Linked DNA regions of Mus musculus: region 2 is linked to region 1. A link is a contact called in public Hi-C data. All regions are on one chromosome and are shown on one strand. The core of a region is the stretch at or near the end of the contact, and the rest is flanking DNA. Distances in the headings are between cores, read along the strand shown. Region 1 holds the start of 1700017L05Rik (RIKEN cDNA 1700017L05 gene). Region 2 has its middle 85 kb from the start of Tecrl.

Region 1 (3,408 bases), core at 536-3,035:
GAATATGTTCAACATACAATATGTACCTCTATCAAAATTTAAACATAAAATAAGTATGTTTTTAATATCTATGGACCGAAAAGATATCCAGCGTTCTCCTGTTGTCCTGTTTCTTCTCCCACATAAATATTGACTCCTAAATTGCTAAATGCAGGCTTGGCTGCTACCACTTCATTTGTTTCCCTTCCCACCCAGTGACACTTCAGATCCTGCACAAGCAGGATTTGCGATATATTCACAAACAGAACTGGGAGACGGTTCAAAGCTGCAGGAGGCGTGGTCATTAGGAGCACGGGTATATCCTTCTAAGCTGGCTCTGAGGTCAGTGCTTATGACAAAGATGAAGTGAGACGTTGGCATATTTGGGGAAGGGCAGAGAAGTTGGTGCTGTGATAACAGACTTGAGCTGCAAAGGGCAGCCTTTAAGGAAGGAATGGAAAAACTATAATCTACAGCCTAGGAACACTTATTAAGATGAGATTTAACCAAAGACCATAAAATCTTAAACGGTAGATAATAAGGTCAAGCCAAGTTACTATTTTCAGCTCTGAACAGATGACGAGACAGGAGGGCATAAATGAGAATTAAAAGAAGAGAGATTCAGAATAGATCAGAAGGTTACCAAAAATAATCAATGGCTGAAATGACTTTCTGGACTCGTTCACTTGTGCTGAAAATATTGAGTCATTGAAAAAGTAATGAGATGATATTCTTGGGAAATGGAATAGTTAAAATGAATGGGTTCAGACGGAGCCAAAGACTTTAATCATCCTAAAAAGAAACACTGGCTAGGGCAAGCTGAGGTTTCAATCTAGGGAGATAACAAGGTAGAGGCTAAGAGGCCTTTGCTTCCTACATTCCACGGGATTAGCAACCCCTTCAAAGGTGCAATACTACCAAGTACTCCCAAGGCCTGCTGTGAATGGTGCATCCTACCGGATGCTAGCAAGAGAAATGAGCAAGGCACACACTAGAAGAGAGAGCTGTAGAGCCACTGTCAGCCAAGCTCCCACGCACCTCTGAGATCATCCCAGTGAACCTGCAAAGGGCCATATCTTCTCACTCATAGTGTCAAGGACTGAACAGTCTAGAAGTCTGGATCTGCCATTGGGCACTTGTAATTCTTAGAGAGCTCCTGTCACCTCTGCAGGCTCCAGCCTCCTGCTCCTTCCTTATTGGATCTCCTCATCTCCTCTAGAACTAGACCTCATGTGTCTGCTTCTGCTTCTCCATGGCAACCCATCAAACACAGGCAGTGTAAGGTGGGCCTTCTTGCTTCCATATTAAATACTGTCATATCCTTCATATGACATGATTTCTAGACGCTTTGCCTTCCTGGCCATCCATCTTCCCTCAAAAGACTCTAAGCATCAATCACTTATGCACACACACACACACACACACACACACACACACACACACGAGTGACCCCGTATAGTAGTTATTGATACATGCCTATTAATCTGTATCCTTTCGCTGTACAAACCATATCTGTGAAGACAACAGCCTTGCTAGATCCTGAGAGTCCCTCTAGGGAATCATCAAACCCGAGGGTAGTACTGGAAACCATCATATGTGTCCCAGGGACAGCCTTTGGCAGGGATGGGCTGTGACGAGCATCTTTGTAGAAAGACAGGGAACAGATTCCCCCCAAGCCTTTGTACCATACAGAACTCTCCTCTGGCAGACCCACGGGCCTCTCATTTGGGACAACTAGGATGGGAAGGAGACAGTGGCAAAAATTCACACAGACCTCCCCATCTGGTGTTCATTCCAGCGTCTGCCGCTCGGTAAGCAAATGTGTTGGCGGGATTCAGGGTTCTCATTGTGACGTAATACATACTCAATTGTCAGAAATCTGGACAGCAGAACGGGGTGTGTAAGAACCAGTTCGTCAGGACCCCACCACCCACGGAAAGCATGACTAAGACTGTGCTAGAGGATTTTTGCCAGTCCGTTTCTTTTTCATGAATATGTAGCTGTGTCCCCAGTGAGACATAACTTTATCATATTTTGTTAGCAAGAAAATCTGCAAGTTAGAAGTCGCCGGCCACTTTCATGTCTAACAAGCCATCTTGGGACACTTTTTTTGCCTCCTGGAAACAATCAACCTGAGTTTCTTTTGGCTTGAGGTTTTCAGATGAAAGTACCCAGCGTCCAGAGACCAGGATGGCAGCCAGGGGGCAGTGTTTCTCTCGACATACACTGCTCTCCACCGCTCCCTCCAAACTGAAGCCACCGTGCCTGGGACTGGTGGAGACAGTGTGAAAGAGGCCTTGACAGGCCCTCGGGATAGCATACAAGGTCCGCTGGCTGTGTCTTCTTCCATTCACTAATAATAGGTTCAGCTGGTCTAAGGCGGGTGCCTCGGTCACTAACTGTTGATGTTTGAAGGTGTTCAGGGCTCAGCCCTGTGCTGAGACTGGAGCCTTGTACGGTATACCATCACAGCATCGTGGGCCTGATTTAAATATCAGCTACATCGGGACCCAGAGCAATGTAAATGGGGAGATAGAACTGGACGGGAAGTTCCTTCACGATAGGCTCGAAAAGTCACCAATAGTCTTGACAGGAAACTCCGAGAGCCACAAGGACTGTACAAGGTTCAGCCTGCCAGCGTTTTATCATGGATTAGAGAGGAGCTCCTTGTATCTTCGGCTCTCCACAGAGCATATCCGCAGTCCATGACAGGGGTGGGGGGTGGGGGTGGTTTCTTCAGTGGAGAAGCCATTGATAAACCACACATGCTCCAAATAACCTCTCACCCATACAAGGAATCTTAATTGGATTCAGTAAGTCAAACACACACACACACGGGGGGGGGGGGGCATCAAAGTAGGATGGGGGCTTGTTGGAAAGTGGGGGGGGGGGTTCAACAGGAAAAGGAAGGGGATGAGACAGGGAAGAGTGTAAAAAGGACTAAAATTTATGATAGACATTGAGGAAACTGTCAAAAATAAATACGAACGATTCTTAAGACTCATTATTTTAATTATGAGTATATGTGGGAGAGGTATGCACCCCTCAGTGCAGGTGCCTGTAGAGATCAGATGAAGGTGTTGTGTGCCCTGAGTGTGGAATTGCGGGTAGTTGTGAGCCTTCTGGTCTTGGTGCTGGAAATCAAATTCTAAACAACTCTTAACCTCTGAGCTACCTTTTAAGCCCAGTAAACAAAATTAGTTTAAAACAACCAAAGCAATAGGTCACTCCCAGCCTACTGACCTGAGCCCAGTGGCCAGACCACACACAGAGACACAGCTGGATGCAGTGGCACACATCTGTAATCCCAGCACTCTCACCACAAGATGCCAGGCAGAGATGAGAGAATCAGCCAGACCCGGAAGTTCACAGACCAGGCAGCCTGGACTACACAGGGCTGTGGCAGAAACAAGACAAACTCTCCCCTCA
Region 2 (3,408 bases), core at 600-3,099, 6.0 Mb before region 1:
TGTGTGCGTGTGCATGTGTATGTGTGTGCATGCATGAGTCCATATATGTGTGTGTGTATGTGTGTGCATGCTTGTGTGTATTTGTGTGTGTGCGCGCACGCGTGTGTGTGTGTGGTATGCCTATCATCTAGAAAGTGAGCAACAATAGTAGCATCCCAATCCAAAACTCAGTTCTAAATGATCAGAAAAGTCTTACTACGCATAGATGAAAAGAATCCTTGGAGCATAATATTGATAAGTTATAGCCAAAGTTTAACAAAACAAATAATATAATAATATAAATAAATCTGCAAGTAGATTAGCAGTGAAGAAATATCAAAGGTTCTTCACATAATTAGTAGTTAATGATATCAATAATTCTGTGATTTATAATCACCTCACAAAGATAGCAGAATTAAGAAATAATGAGATTTGTAATTAACATCAGAGAAATAACAGAAAAGCCTTGTTTGTGAAATAATTAGGGCACATCATTTTATTTACCCTTTGTATCATACTGGCCACACAAAGCATCATATAAGATAAGGAGGCACAGAGTACTCAGCTGCTGTGATACAGGTATTATATAAAACTTCTTCTCTTTTCTTTTTTTAATTTTTACAATCTAGCCATTGCCTACCATCCTGGCCCCCTCCCGCACAGGTCCTCATCCTATTCTTCTGCCCTCCTGTCTCTGAGACCAGGCAGTCTCAGAGCTATATATGTGTCAGGGGGCCTTGGACCAGCTTGTGTATGCTGCCTGGGTGGTGGCTCAGTATATTTCCACACCTAGTTTAGGAAACTGAACAAAACCTTTATTCTTTAGCAAAAGTCCCTCTAGGGGAGTAGGAGAGGGCTGTTAAGGGCTTACACCTGGTGATGGGCTGCAGCACTTCAATGTCTTCCTTGAACTTGTTCTTTTGAGAACCTTAAAATAATTCCAAAGGTCAAGAAAGGGAGAAAATGCCAAGAGCAAAAATAAAGATATTTTAGTCTTTAATCATTACTTGACAAATAAGTATGTGACATATGCTTTGAATTTTTAGTCTCGGTGAATAATCACAGTCCTCATATCCCATAGTTTGCATACAATACTCTAAACTAAAAACGACAAATCAGTTGATGTGCCAAAGTATATCAGACATACTGTGTTTAATTTTTTTCATACAAACCCAAAATATAATTCACACAACCACAATAGTGAAAATCAAAACAAACAACAAAAACAAATGAGACAAAATAATAATAATAATAATAATAATAATAATAAATAATAATAATACCAAGACAACACAAAAGTCAGCAAGCAAACACAAGAACATGGAGTACATTTTGGGTTGGCCATTTATGGCTTTGGGCTTGCGCCGGACTACTCTTGATGCACCCAGTGACACTCTATTGGAGAAAACTGATAATCCCTTAGCCATCAGGTATCAATTGTAAATAGCTTTTGATTGGAAGTGTCCCCCGTCCCCTGCCCCTTTCCTTTCTTAGTGCTAGGCCACTGTTTGGCTGTTCTAATCTTGTACACGATACCAGTTTCTACTTGTTCATATGTGTGTGAGCTTTATTGTGTCAGAACACCCTGTTTTCTTACAGATCTTTTAACTTTTTTAAAAAAAAATTACTTACTTTATTGCATTTTTAAAATCCCAATAGCTGTGTTCCCCACTCACAAAATGCTTCTCCTTGAAAGGGTGGCGCTCCCCCTGAATTTTTCCCCACCCTGGCACATCAAGTCTCTTCAGTTAGGCACATCCTCTCCAATTTAGTTAAACTTTAATAAAACTAAATTGCAGTCTTCTTAGGAAATAGGGTGTTGCAGAGATAAAATTAGTCATTTTACCAGTTCTGCAATTGGTCCACTAGGTGGCGCTGGTACTCTAGCTCCTGGCAATACTGGCAATAAATTCAAAATACCGCTAGTACCTATTTCAGTCCTCCAGCTAGTGTGATTTCCAGTAGAAATTTACCTCTGGATACTTACCTGATTCATTGGTAAGAACACATTTAAATTGTGTTTTTTTCTTATTAAAATATGAAAGCTATTAACTTGAGTTATCAGCATATCAGCATATTCAGAATAAACTCTTCGTAAATTTACAAATGTTTAATTCCTACAAAATGTATTGTAAATACCAATCCCTTCCCTGTCACTTTCTCTAAAGTACTAGAAAGAATTTCTCACACTTTGTTAAGGTGAGGCCGGAAGAGTATCATGGCTGATCATGAATTATGGATTTCCAATTTCTTAAGAGGAAGTAAGAGTTCATGCGGTTGTCCTGCTCTTTCAGGGTGTCCTAAGGAAGGCAGGAAGATTTCATCTGAGAAACCATCGCGGCCCTGACCACTATTCACACATTACTCAGAAGGACTGGCGATTTCACAGACAGACAACAGTCACTGGCCGCAGTGGAGCCACCCATTAAGATTTGTAAATTTTACTGGTTCAATTGCAGATCTCCTTTAATTACCTCTCCCATTCAGTGAAAAATAAAGAAATGTTTAAAGTGAGATTACAATAACTGAACCTGGAGGAGAACAGTGAGTATAAAGTATTTTAAGAATTTCTGAGAAACCTTTAGAACTGCTGTGCAGTTGCAAAGGCAATAATAGTGCTCTGAGGAGAGAGGGAGAGATAGGAGCTGGCTGGATGGCCGGAACGCGTGACAAGCAAGGCTTTGTGATGGCCTTTAGACCAATTTTGGCCTAAAATGTAATTTTCCAGTTAGGTTTTTCCATTGTTCTAAAGTAATTTGGAACAAGTGGCAGAGATAAGGAGAGAGTTTGGTAGCCAGAAGGTCAAATACATTATAGAGAGCGGGGCATTTTTTTTTTGGTTTAACACCATGCGTGCTGTGACAGCCGTCTTCACTATATTACCTTTGAGATGAGTCTGATTCTAACTGGGCCCATTTTATTTTTTCACTCACTTGTGCTTTCTTCTTCTTCTTCTTCTTCTTCTTCTTCTTCTTCTTCTTCTTCTTCTTCTTCTTCTTCTTCTTCTTCTCTTCTTCTTCATCCATCCTTTTCTTTTCTGACTTCTTTTATTTATTCTTCGAATCCCTTGTTATTTCTTTCAATTGTGCTTAAGTGAACACTAATATTTGTGTTTTCGAATGTCTATTTAAACTGAGAACTATGTGAGGCAGAAATAATATATATTCATATTAGATGAAGCCTCAAGTAGCTGAAGAGATCATGCATTTGTTAATTGTAAACAAAGTATGTTCTTAGAGAAAGAAATAAATTTTGGGAGTTATCAAGGCTTTTAATCTACTCAGAAAAATTCAGTGTCACAATAAATGACTTCACCCCAGACTAAGCAACACAAATCCATTGAGAGAGACAAAATTTAAATTCTGCCTTTAGGTAGAGGACCTTATGTTCTACTGATTATTTTATTCAGAAAATGTGTAACATTTCTTA

Evidence for each region. A called contact is a pair of places that touch in the nucleus more often than the background predicts.
Region 2: a contact with region 1 is called in a Hi-C map of pro-B cells, with 8 times the contacts expected there. The contact joins the enhancer-like site here to the promoter of 1700017L05Rik in region 1. A contact is called at or near these places in 5 of 484 Hi-C or Micro-C datasets (cerebral cortex, cortical neurons, palatal mesenchyme and 1 more) and 1 of 115 datasets of contacts at active chromatin or transcription factors (astrocytes).

Annotation. Positions count from the first base shown.
Region 1 is chr5:77,463,865-77,467,272 of GRCm38.p6, reverse strand. It overlaps 1700017L05Rik (RIKEN cDNA 1700017L05 gene), which reads right to left and starts at 1,785. Exons shown (of 2, transcript NR_131050.1): 1 at 1,456-1,785.
Region 2 is chr5:83,438,877-83,442,284 of GRCm38.p6, reverse strand. No RefSeq gene overlaps it. Among named protein-coding and RNA genes, the nearest start is that of Tecrl, 85 kb to the right of the region's middle. Within about 2 kb of position 1,849, at least 3 of the 459 cell types and tissues checked have an H3K27ac peak or open chromatin away from gene starts, as enhancers often do. A contact at or near this core is called in pro-B cells, where this site is marked.